3 separate regions of the Mus musculus genome follow, and all the other regions are linked to region 1. A link is a contact called in public HiChIP or PLAC-seq data. All regions are on one chromosome and are shown on one strand. Each heading gives the region's core, a stretch centred on a gene start, on an enhancer-like site or on the middle of the called end of the contact. The rest is flanking DNA. Distances are from core to core; before and after follow the strand shown.

Evidence for each region. HiChIP or PLAC-seq counts read pairs in DNA pulled down with a chosen protein or histone mark.
Region 2: a contact with region 1 is called in an H3K27ac HiChIP or PLAC-seq map of microglia, with 3 times the contacts expected there. The contact joins two enhancer-like sites. A contact is called at or near these places in 12 of 484 Hi-C or Micro-C datasets (bone marrow-derived macrophages, cerebellar granule neurons, embryonic stem cells and 6 more), 18 of 115 datasets of contacts at active chromatin or transcription factors (the HPC-7 cell line, astrocytes, a beta-TC-6 cell line and 10 more) and 3 of 9 other capture datasets (adipose tissue, liver and pancreatic islet).
Region 3: a contact with region 1 is called in an H3K27ac HiChIP or PLAC-seq map of microglia, with 2.7 times the contacts expected there. The contact joins the promoter of Jmjd1c here to the enhancer-like site in region 1. A contact is called at or near these places in 6 of 484 Hi-C or Micro-C datasets (brown adipocytes, cerebral cortex, granulosa cells and 3 more), 3 of 115 datasets of contacts at active chromatin or transcription factors (bone marrow-derived macrophages, embryonic stem cells and microglia) and 5 of 9 other capture datasets (adipose tissue, bone marrow-derived macrophages, embryonic stem cells and 2 more).

What each region holds. Positions count from the first base shown.
Region 1 is chr10:67,033,933-67,038,082 of GRCm38.p6, reverse strand. Reep3 (receptor accessory protein 3) reads left to right here. Exons shown (of 8, transcript NM_178606.5): 4 at 2,078-2,198; 5 at 3,371-3,484. Gm31763 (predicted gene, 31763) reads right to left here. Exons shown (of 7, transcript NR_110511.1): 4 at 1,440-1,619. Among named protein-coding and RNA genes, the nearest start is that of Gm31763, 31 kb to the right of the region's middle. Within about 2 kb of position 1,737, at least 19 of the 459 cell types and tissues checked have an H3K27ac peak or open chromatin away from gene starts, as enhancers often do. A contact at or near this core is called in the HPC-7 cell line, bone marrow-derived macrophages, granulocyte-monocyte progenitors and 1 more, where this site is marked.
Region 2 is chr10:66,928,446-66,932,595 of GRCm38.p6, reverse strand. No RefSeq gene overlaps it. Among named protein-coding and RNA genes, the nearest start is that of 1110002J07Rik, 10 kb to the right of the region's middle. Within about 2 kb of position 1,850, at least 83 of the 459 cell types and tissues checked have an H3K27ac peak or open chromatin away from gene starts, as enhancers often do. A contact at or near this core is called in the HPC-7 cell line, bone marrow-derived macrophages, granulocyte-monocyte progenitors and 1 more, where this site is marked.
Region 3 is chr10:67,124,651-67,128,800 of GRCm38.p6, reverse strand. It overlaps Jmjd1c (jumonji domain containing 1C), which reads right to left and starts at 1,713. Exons shown (of 26, transcript NM_207221.3): 1 at 1,379-1,713. The coding sequence starts at 1,543.

The DNA.
Region 1 (4,150 bases), core at 488-2,987:
TTCACATCATTTCTGGTCTCATTCTCTTAGAACATTCCATCATGTTGTCACATAGAGGAAAAATATACACCATCAGACTTCAATAGTCTTTTTTTTTTTTTTTTTTTTCCTGAGACAAAGTCTCCTGGAATTGCTGGGGGCAGCCTCGAAATCACAGAGCTCTGCCTGCATCTGACTCCTGAGTGCTGAGATTAAATGCAGGGCTTGTCACACCTGGCCAGACTTAAACGTTCTTAACCTGTCCTCATTTATGAGTTAGTGCTTGGCAATCTCTTCGTCTCTCCTTCCGTAACCCCCCTCCCGCTTCCCCCTCTCTCTCTCTCTCCCTGCCTCCCTCCCAGCTTTCCTCGTCTGTCTCCCTCTCTTCCTTGACCCTATCTTCTTCCTCTCCCTGCCTCCTCCTCTCTCTCCTCACCCAGGACTCCCTACATGCTTAGTATATACTCAGAGCCAGACTTCACCCTCCTCCATTTTTCTTTTCTCATTTGAAATGTTCTCCTTAACGCTGAAGAAATGGTTCCATTCACTGTGATTTGAATTCTAGGGGACCGACCTACAGGCAGGCACGAGTGTCACATGTGTGCGTGTGTGCACACACACACACAACATACACGTTTCCCTCCCTCCATCCCTATTCCTTTCTTTGTTGATTTTGGAGTAGATGGAGGGGGATTTTCTCTTGGTTTTGAAGGACAGACGAAAGATTCTCAACCATTTCAGGGATTAAAGCCCACCCTCCCTCCCTCCCTCCCTTCCTTCCTTCCTTCCCCTCTTTATTTATTCATCTATTTTGAGACATGATTTCATATGGCCAAGTCTGACCTTGAACTCCTGATCTTGCTGCCCCTACCTTCTAAGTGCTAAGATTACAGACATGTGCCACTATGCGTGTTAGTTTGTTAGCACATTGCTAGGTATCAGATTTTCAAATGTCAGTAGGCAAACCCTTTACCAACTGAGCTGTATCCCCACCCAGCCCAGACAGTCCTTTTTTTTTTTAAGACTTCTTTTTTTTTTTTTCTAATTTCAAATATAGCTTATGTTCATTATTGGAAAATATAGAAAGTGTTGGATGTTAAAAGCTGGTCTGGGCAGACAGTTTATTCTGGCCAGATGCCTTCCAAGCATGTCTTACAACCAGAGTTCCATCTGGATGGAGAGGGCCGACTCCTGAAAGTTGTCCTCTGATCTCCGCACATGTGCCATGGGGGCTCACACCCTGCCATATGTCGTACACACCTGCATGCTCACACGCAGTGGTTGGGGCTTATTCTGTGTTTTTCAATAGTGAGAGTCCATGCCCTCCATTAAGGTGCACTGAGGCAGAGAATCTTTGCTGACTGTGCGCTTATTGCTCCTCACTGATCCTGGCCGTCTGCCTTACCACAAGAACTCAGACTTGGGGCTCTTTGTATCCTGGTGCCCCGTGGTTCTCTCACCCTGTGTGACTTAGCTCTCAGTGTGGCAGCAGGCAGCCCTGTGAAGCACAGTAGGTTAGAACAGCAGACGCCGATGTCTTCCTAAGCGTCCCCAAGGCAGGTATTTGATTGCAGCAGTGTTGGCCTCGGCTCCATTAAGCTTCAGAACCAAGGCAGAAGAAAGGATTTCCATGGTAGAAGCTTAAAGCAAGAGGTTGGGGGGATCGGAAGAATCAGAGAGCAGTTAAGACTTACGTTGTCTCTGCCACATTCACTAGTGTTAGCCAGTCAGTTTGCATGATTCAGGGTTGGGGAAGTAACTCCACACACAGACAGGAAAGGCACTTAATTGGCTGCCAGTCTCCCTTAGTGGTACTTCCCACACTGTCCTTCTGCAGCTGAAACTTGGAGAGAAAATTATCAGGGAGTTCTGAGAAAGCTGAGGGACAGATGGAGTTGTCCCCTGGGGTCGGTGGGTCTGTCACGTACTTCTGTGGCTGTCCAGAGCTGCAGTGTCTAGATAGCAGTTTGTCCTTTCTGAGCCACCGGAGTCAGTATAGGTGCTGTCCCACTGGAAACAGACACTTTGCCATTTCCTTGTTACTTGTTATTTTGTCTCTTAGCAAGCCTTGCTTCTTGGTTTGGTTTCTTCTTGCTAGGTTTCCCCTGTACTATGAGCTGAAGATTGCCTTCGTCATTTGGCTGCTGTCGCCCTACACTAGAGGGGCGAGTTTAATCTATAGAAAGTTCCTTCATCCCCTGCTGTCATCAAAGGAAAGGGTAAGTGAGATGTACGGGTTACTTCCCCACTGTCTTTAAGTAGTGTGTGTCAGCATGCGTAACATCCAGAGGCTTCTTAACGTTATTCTAAATAAAACTAACAGGGGGAAGTGGTGCACACCTCCGGAGGCAGAGGCAGGTAGATCTCTGAGTTGGAGGATAGCCTGGTCTACATATCCAATACCAAGCTAGCCAGGACTACATAGTAAGACCCTGTCTCATAAAACCTGAATAAACTAACATCTATTGGTGTGTTGTTGTTATTCTTAGCCAGTTTTTGTTTTTAAGACAAGATCTTGCCGGGGCCTAGCAAACACAGAAGTGGATGCTCACAGTCAGCTATTGGATGGATCACAGGGCCCCCAATGGAGGAGCTAGAGAAAGTACCCAAGGAGCTAAAGGGATCTGCAACCCTATAGGTGGAACAACAATATGAACTAACCAGTACCCCGGAGCTCTTGACTCTAGCTGCATATGTATCAAAAGATGGCCTAGTCGGCCATCACTGGAAAGAGAGGCCCAATGGACTTGCAAACTTTATATGCCCCAGTACAGGGGAATGCCAGGGCCAAAAAGTGGGAGTGGGTGGGTAGGGGAGTGGAGGGAGGGTATGGGGGACTTTTGGGATAGCATTGGAAATGTAAATGAGGAAAATACCTAATAAAATTAAAAAAAAAAAAAAAAGACAAGATCTTGCAGGGCATTGATGGCATAAGCCTTTAATCCCAACACTTGGGAGGCAGAGGCAGGCAGATTTCTGAGTTCGAGGTCAGCCTGGTCTACAGAGTGAGTTCCAGGACAGCCCAGGGCTACACGGAGAAACCCTGTCTTAAAAAAAAAAAAAAAAAAAAAAAAAAAAAAAAGACAAGATCTCACTGTATAGTCCTGGCTAGTCTAGAACATCCTATGTAGATCAGGCTGGCCTCCAATTTACACAAAGATCACAAAGATCTGACCATCCACAGTGCTGGGCTTATGGCTTGCACTACCACACCCAGCTTAATTTATTTATTTTTCCCCCCTCAGGGCCTCCTGTAGCCCAAGCTGGCTTTGAACTTACTAAGTAGCTAAAGATAACCTTGAACTTCTGCTCTAACTGACCATACCTCCCTATAGGGATCTCAGGGGTGTGCTACCACACCTAGTTTTACTGTTAATTTTTCTGCCCCCAGGAAATTGATGATTATATTGTCCAAGCCAAAGAAAGAGGCTATGAGACAATGGTGAATTTTGGACGGCAAGGTTTGAATTTAGCAGCTGCAGCCGCCGTCACTGCAGCAGTGAAGGTAAGTTTGCCTTTGTCTGTTTAGCCAGGGTCTCCTTGTCAGCAGATGCAGAGAGGCAGCTAGTTTTATTTTAGATCATTATAAAGCTATGACAGAATTTCGTTTCATATTTATTCTAACAATGAAATAAACAAGTAGGTGATTTTAATGATATTTTAACACTTCATTTTCTGTCCTACTTGGGAATCCAAACCTCTTAGTGATTATGACATTAGAAGTAGCTAATAAAACATACCTGCAGGCTGGGTGTGTTGGCGCATGCCTTTAATCCCAGCACTTGGGAGGCAGAGGCAGGCGGATTTCTGAGTTCGAGGCCAGCCTGGTCTACAAAGTGAGTTCCAGGACAGCCAGAGCTATACTTTTAACCTTGCATAGTTTTGATGAGTCACCTTAAGTATCTCTGTATCTTTGATGTTTCTCTCTCTCTCTCTCCCTCTCTTCCTCCCTCTCTCTCTCTCCCTCTCTCTCTTGCACTGCCTTGCTAGGATTTCTTGCTTGCTTTTACACCTCTACTTCCACCAATTTGAGGTAACTGTTGATTCAGAAGAAAGCATGTGAAAAGTGTGTTCTCAGAACTGGGTGTTTACTCAGCAAGCCTCTAACGCCATAGCTCTTCTTTCGAGCCGAGTAACCGATGGAGTGCCTTCTCTGGAAACTCACATTCTG
Region 2 (4,150 bases), core at 601-3,100, 110 kb after region 1:
AGAGAGGCAGGTGGATCTCTGTGAGTTATGAGGCCAGCCTGATCTACAGAGTGAGTTTCAGGACCATGTAGTCTTGAAAAAAAAATAGAAAAAAAAATCATATGTATAATGTATGTGTTGTGTGGTTGTGTGCACAAAAGTACAGGTGCTGGGGCAGTGCTGGCACATGCCTTTAATCCCAGCACTTGGGAAGCAGAGACAGGCGGATTTCTGAGTTCGAGGCCAGCCTGGTTTACAGAGTAAGTTCCAAGACTATACAGAGAAACCCTGTCTCGAAAACCAAAAAATAAAAAAATAAAATAAAAAGTACAGGTGCCTATGGAAGCCAAAATAGGGCATTAGATCCCCTGGAGCTGGAATCTCAGGTGGCTTTGAGCTACCCAGTGTGAAAGCTAGGAACCGAACTTGGGTACTTTGCAAGGGCAGTCAGTGCTTCTTCTAATCATTGAAACATCTCGATTCCTTTCCTTTTCTTTTTTCTTTTTTCTTTTTTTGGTTTTTTGAGACTCTATTCCTTCCTTCCCTCTCTTCCTTCCTCCCTCCTTCCTCCCTCTTGCCTTCCTTCTTCCTTCCCTCCTTTCTTCCTCCCTCCTTCCTCTCTCCCTCCCTCCCTCCCTCCCTCCTTCCTTCCTTCCTTCCTTCCTTCCTTCCTTTCTTCCTTCCTTCCTTCCTCCCTTCCTTCCTTCTTTAATAAAAACATTTCTTTCTTTCATCTTGAAACTACCTCCTTGAAACAGTTCTGTAAATTGAAATAAACTAAGGAAGTTTTCAGTTTCTCAGCATGCCCAAGCCTATTGGCTGAGCCAAACGCCCATCACTTTCCCACAGCTTCTCCCAGATGAGCCAGCTGCTAAGGTCAGGGCAGGACACTTGGTTCCTCATGACATCCGTCAAGAACAGTGGCTTGCAATGACAGCAGCTTGTATTTAGCTGGTGACCCGGCTTTTCCTAAATCTCACTGAGAGAAATCTATTTCAATCATCCGGTATGCAATCCCTGTGTGTTGGGTGGGGATGAGACAGGATTTAGCGCTCGTGTTACACTCTTGAATATCACAACTACCACTTGGCAAGTCACAATTTTAACGTGTCAGTTCTCTATGTATATATACATCAGTCAGGAGCAAGTAAGAAAATCAGAAACCACTGAAGTGCCTGCCAGAGGAGAAATTTAATACAGGGATTATGTACATCTTGATGGAGATGTTGGGAGACAAAGGCTTCTCAACAAAGAGAGCTGGGAGGGAGTAAGGCCCGTGAATCCAAGATGCCTTGCTTTTCCTCTGGCTCCATCTCCTCTATATTCTCAAGCGCACTGGCTAATCACAGAGGGTGGCTATGGATAACGGAAGTGAAGATAGGGCAAACTTTCGAGACCAGTGACCCCTAGAGAGAGAGATGAAGGTTGACGAGAGATGGAGAGTACGTAGTGAGCGGATACATCATAAAGAATGTGGAGAGGGACGGATTATGCAGCCACAAGGCTCAGGATACTACATCATCTTGTACAACGAGCCCTCTTGACCCCGTTAGTGGCAAAACCTGACAAAATCCGAGGGCAGGTTGGCAGAGAGCAAAGGCAGGGATCACTGGGGTAGGCTCATTTGAGATATATCACTGTGGCTCGGCACCTACTTAAGCTTGCCTCCCTTTGGAACGTTCTAGTTTCCTTCCCCTTCCTTCCTCCCCACTTCCGCTTACTCCCCTGCTTCAACTTTCCCTGCTGTCATTAGTCAGAACGCTGTGGCTTTACTGGGGAAAGCCTCAACTCTTCTTCAGCTGGCTCCCAGCCTCGGTGGTGGCTTAAACTCCTCAAGGCAAGGATTAGTTCAGCACAAGAGTCTTTCTTTCAAGCCTCCAAGGTCCACAGAGGAAGCGATCCCTGCCTGAGCGCAATGCTGAGAACTCAGAGCCGCTGTTAAGCTTCGTCACGTGTGATCAAGGGTTTGAATTATTGGCTTAGTGACTTTGCAGTTAAAGATTTCTTGAGGTTAATGACTGTGCCCTGCGGTACTGAGAACACAGTGTTCCTGTGTATTAGGTATTGTGGGTTAGGACTGAGATTGTCTATGAATTGATAAAGATAAAGTTCTACTTCCTCTTGGCTGGGGATAAGTTAATATAAAGTCCCTCGGCTTCATTTTTGTGAAGTTTCATCGTGATTTGTTTTGTTTTCGTGTTTTCGTTTTTGTTTTTCCGACACAGGGTTTCTGTGTAACCCTGGCTGGCCTGGAACTTGCTCTTTAGACCAGGCTGGTCTTGAACTCAGAGATCCTCCTGCCTCTGCCCCGCAAGTGCTGGGATTACAGATGTTCACAATCACTCCTTATTTTTATGTTTTTTTAAAAGGAATTTTGGTGGCTTGTTCATTTGCATCATAGACTCTGTGAGGACAGAAACAACATTTCCCATTTTGACGTAAGCATCCAGCATGTCATCTGGCATACATCCAATGATCAGCACATGTTTGGTGGCCAGAACTCTCATGGAGACACTGGGAACGAGCTATATACAATGTTACTAAGCGCCGGGGTGGCTCACGCCTTTAATCCCAGCACTTGGGAGGCAGAGGCAGGCAGATTTCTGAGTTTGAGGCCAGCCTGGTCTACAAAGTGAGTTCCAAGACAGCCAGGGCTATACAGACAAACCCTGTCTCAAAAAACAAAGCAAAAAACCAAAAAACAATGTTACTAAGCTTTAAAAACTAGTTTGGGTGGCCTACAGAGAAGGATGGCTCAGTGGTTAAGAGTGCTTGAACCCAAGTCGGGTTCCCAGCCTCCCTATCAGAGGGTTTACAACTGCCTGTGTCTCCAGCTCCATAGGATCTGATACCCTCTTCTCACCTTTGAGGGGATCTGCACACACGGCATATACAGACATACTTAAATAAAAAGTTGTTTTTTTTTAAATTAAATTGGTTTAAAAAAATTAAATTGGTTTTGATATTTTGCTTTGCTTTCTTTCTTTCTCTCTTTCTTCTTTTCTTTCTTTCTTTCTTTCTTTCTTTCTTTCTTTCTTTCTTTCTTTCTTTCTTTCTTTCTCTCTCTCTCTCTCTTTCTTTCTTTCCTTCTTCTTTTCTCTCTTTCTTTTTCTGAAGTCTTGTGTAGCTCAAGTTGGACTCCTTATGTGTAAACAGCTGACACTGAACTCCTGATGTCCCAATTTCTATGCTCCCAGATGCTGAGACCACAGCTGTGCACCACCATACCTGCAGGCTTTTGTCTGTATTTACAGAAAAAGCATTTCTGCTTCTAAGTGCTGTGTTTAGATAGCACAAAACAAACAAACAAACAAACAACACCCCCCCCCAATTAAAAAAACCCTAACCCTAACTAAAAAACTAAAAACCCTCTAGGAATCTAGCTCTCAGAGATTGCGAATCCAGGTGCTTATCAGGATCAAGTAAGTAAGATGAAATTAACCTAAGTCAAACGGTGATAGACAGTGGAGACCTGAAAAAAAATACTGGAGAGAAATTTCAGTGTTCTCTCCAAAAGGGACAGCTGATGTTCTGAAGTTGTGTCTTAACTGATTTTTATTACATGAGAGGGTGGCCCAGTCATGTCAGACGCTATGGGTGTTTGTGTGCCTGTCTTCCATATTTGTAACTTGGGTTGCCAGATGAGAGACTCTGGCCAACTGTCAACACATTAAAAGAATCCACTTCAGACTTCAGTCTAGGCACTGAGGACTCTTACCAGCTCTGTTCAAAGCTCTTTCACAGCTTGGGGTCTCTGACTTAGTCTGACTTCCTTCCAATTTGCCTTTTACCAGGCAGCTTCTCTGCTGTACTGTTTACTCAGAGAGGTAACCACAGGGCAAACAGGAGAGCTGCTATCAGGCCCTGCACTTTGACTTTTTGTTGACCAAAGTCCTTATGGCCTTTCAGATTTGTGTCAACAGTGTCCAGTATAACATGACTGATGATAGATAGATAGATAATCAACCAAGTATCCCCCCATCCCTATAGAGCACAGAGGCCTCAAAGATAATAGCCACTTGAGTGTTTAGACACGATGTGCCTAGAAAGCGTACCACACTGGTATCAAGGCTGAGCCTACATTCTGCAGGCAAAAGAACCAGTCAGTTCCAGACATCGAAACCCTTGTGTGCTTGGCAGGGTGTAATAGCTCCAGTGCAGCCACTTGAGT
Region 3 (4,150 bases), core at 464-2,963, 91 kb before region 1:
CAATAATCAAGAGGAATGTTTAATGTATGTAAACAACCTGTCACTTCCCGAAACTCCCTTCTCTCTTTTCCAATCAACTGCTGTGAGCCACAGCATATACATAACTACATATAGAGAGAGAGTCTTGATTGTGACCCCAGCAGGCCTGGAACTTGACATCTTCCCACACCACACCCACGATTTTGGATTACACCCATTCAAAGCAGTGACTGCCTGACAATTGTTACTTCTAAGCAACCACCTTATTATCTTGCTATTTGGAAAAATAAGGGAGGTGGGCAACTGGAATATGTTTGTTCCCTCTGTATCCCTTTCTTTCCAACAGACCTTTCAAAAACAGTTTCAGAACTTGACTGTCTCCAATACTATCTAATCTAATTTCCTAATTCTCACGTATATAGGAACACAGTACATAATTCTGTTCCGTGTTTGCTTTAGTGTCTAAGCCATTACCCAGGCATCCTCCACGTAAAATCTTCAATTTTCATATCAAAGCGGAAAGAGAAATGAGTTCCGGCATCTTTACACAAACACAAAGCAACGGCTTTGTGAAGCTATCACAAGTAAGCATTAAGATGAGTAAAGTTTAAGGGTTCTTTTTTTCCTTTAGCACAAAGAACTGCCATGCGGAGTTTTGTCAATTGTCTCTATTTTTAATTCCTCTTATAAGTATTCACAACTAAGCCTATTTTACACGGTTAAACTAATAATACAGTGCGTGGGGAACTATGGAATTGATAGCAGGTAGGAATGGTTTGCAAGAACACACTCGAAACTTCCAACAACCATATCAAAATGGTGACTATTTTTGCATTTTATGGTGGATTTGATCTAAATGCAAAGGGGGAATATCTTAATATTCCCTACCCCCACTCTACTTACTCAACTCTATCTCCAGTCTACTCACTCAATCCCATTCCCTTATGAGAATGCGCTTGTGACCAAAAGAATGTATCCTGGCACGAAATCATAAATACACATTTATTCTCCTGAAAGGTAACACTGACAGTGTCCTATGTAACTGATAAATGTAGGGGAGGCTACTTAGAAGTACTAAATGCCGTTCAAACCCCTAATTTACACTATCTCTAGCCTTCGTGAAGCCATATAAGACTCAGGAGCCGGAGTTCCCTAAAGCACTGTCCGTTTCTAACAAACAAAATACAAAATGATGGAGAAAGGGAGAAATAATTTCGACTAGCCCTCGTACCAAAAACATTTCTATCGTTTCCGGCTGGAAAGCCAAACGCAGGATGGTTTTGCCCGGCAGAGTCGGGCCATAGCAGCCAGCGCTCCCCTTGCCGGGCCCGCCCGCCCCACCTGCCGCCCGCCCGCCCCGCGCAGAGGGGCGTGCCACATGCTGCCCGCCAGCTCTCACCGCCAGGTCCGGGTGGCCGCGGTCGCGGTGGGACACGGCTCGGATGACCCCCGCCCGCCAGCCGCGCCCGCAGCCGCTCTGCCCGCGCTCCGGACGCGCGTCCTCGCCGGCCGCCACGCACAGGAACCGCTTCCCCACCAGCTCGGGCCGCGTCTCCACCGCCATGGCCGCCACTGCGCCGGGGACGAGCGCAGCCCGCTCCTACCGGCCGCCCATGCCGAGGAGCCGACCGCAGGCGAGGCGGCCCGCGAGCGAGAGCGCCCCTGCACGCTCGACGACCCGGAGCCGCGCCGCCCACGACCTCACGCGCGGCCCACAGGCAAACTGACAGGAATGAGCGCGCGGCCGCTCAGGCGGCCGGTACCCCTCCGCCCCTCCGGCCGCGCCGCGTGTCCTTCCGCGGGCGGGGGAGTGGGGGTCGGCGTCGGCGGGCGCGCCAAGTAGTGCCGCCCACGGACTGCGCTGCGGCCTCGAGAGGTGGCCGCCGAGGGACAGCAGCCAGGCTGCTTCTGCCGCTCCGTCTGCGCCCCCTCGGAGGGGCGAGTGCGGGGACGGGGCTCGGCTCCCACGCGCGGTCGCAGAGCCAACTCCCGGAGGTCCGCATGTCAGGAGCGACGGCCGTGCGAACACATAGCGCCGTCGTCAAGGAGCCCGGATCCCCGCGCGGCCCCGGGCGAGCCGCGCCGCCCACCCCACCGCGCCCCCTCGGCGGCCCGCGGCTCTAAACCAGCATTCCTCCCGGCGGCAATTCTAATTCCGTGTTGGAGCAGTTCGGAGATTTACACCTCGTGCCGCCTTCTTACAGGAACGCTAGACACTCCACCGCGAGCTGTTACCGACATCCTTAAATTTCACAAACTGTCTCAGAGCCAACCCGAGTACTCCGCGTACTAGAACATAGGTAATAAAACGGAAAGCTCCAGAGTCAGTTACTGGAAAAGACCACGGAAAGAAAAGAATCTTAGCCAATCACACTTGAAGAAAATAAATGATGGTTTTACTTCCCGTCCAATCACAACAGGACTTTATAACCCAGACAAAGACAGCTAGGAATTCCTCTTCTGATCGCTCCTCAGTTCTCACAGGCAAGTCTCTCTTTCAAGATAGCAGTGAGAAGTTTGACGACCGCTATGCTTGTATTTTAAAGATCTGTGAAAACGGGAATCAAAATTCAATCTGCCGTTTTCCAGGGATTATCATCTTCAAAAATTCATCTAATCCTATAAAAATCTTTTCCTCCCCCCCATGCTTTCTGAAAACCCTTACAATAGCACTGAGTGCTTACAATAAATACAAAAGACATATCTGTAGACCATTTAAACTAAACTGTTAAAGCTACAGACAGACAGTGGCGGTGGGAGAGTTGGAAACTCTCAAAGTCAGTTGAATAGATCAGCTCAGGGCTGAAGAGATGGCTCTGCGGTTAAGACTGCTCTCCCAGAGGTCCTGAGTTCAATTCCCAGCAACCACATGGTGGCTCACAACCATCTATAATGGGCATCTGATGCTAGGAAAACTGCACAAATCTGCATGCTGTCGGCTCTGGATTCCTTCATTCCCACCTAAGGTTAGTAAGCCCAATAAAACAAGCCACTGAAAGAGTGCAGCACATATAAAGATGTTTAAACGGAGTCTCATATTCAAATACCAACCATCAGTGATCTCCCTGCTTTATAACTTGCAGCACAAAGTAATCATTAAAGGAAATTGGGGCTGGGGACAGACGGTGCTGCTGGGTGGCAAAGCACTTGCCTACTTGGTGGGAAGGTCTGGGTTGGGGTCCCAGTGTGGGTGAAGTCTTTTTGTTGTTGTTTCTCTTTTATTTTTTAAAGAAGACTGCTTAATCCCCAACTGTCAATGACACCATACTACTACAAGGAAAACAGTCCATTAAAAAGCATGTAAAGACAACGAAAGCAACACTCTGGAGAGAAACAGCTTTCCCAGGCCACAGATCCCCACAGCAGCATTTCTTACTAGCTAATCATGGGGCTTATCTGAGCGCACGCTCTTGCTTTTCTCAAGTGTATGCCACCACAGGCAGCTTTAATACATTTAATGTACTTGAGAATTACAGCTCAAATTTTCTCCTACAACCCCAATACTACAGCCGACATTTAGGTTTTATGCTAGTCTACCTTGAGAAACTTGATTTTTTTTTTTTCCCCAAAAGAATAGACCTTAAAAGTTTTTGTATTGTTTTGTTTTTCAATTTCTTTGCTGGCGTTTTGTTTTGTTTTAAGGAGTAGGTATATTGTTTAATTTTACTAGCAAATCCTAACTATAAATAATATGGAATTAAAAGTGTTAACATGAGATTTCAAACCTTGGATTCAGTCGTCATGGGTCACACGCCCACCTAGCAGAGGAGCCTGCAGGCTTGTCTGTGAGGGTTAACCTAGATTAGAGGTGTTAGGCCATCTTTTCTGTAGGCAGAGGAGCCCACCGACTAGGGAGGGAGGGAGGAACACTCATTTCCTGAGCCTGACTGTGGGTGCCTGATGTTCCTGGCATTCTTGCCATCATGCCCTCCCTACACCATGGACTGTGTAGCCATGACTGTGGGATGAAGGGAGGGAGGACTCTTTCACCATCACTCTGCTTCTGTCAAGGTATTTTGTCACAGTAACAGGAAAAGCAACTAAATACCCTTAAAATACTCTTGTTTTTCATTTACGATTTTCCTTATTTTATAAAGACCCCTTGAGTTCCAGGCCAGCATGGTCTACAGAGCAAGCTCTGCTCCCAGCATCTATGAGCCTATTATGAAAT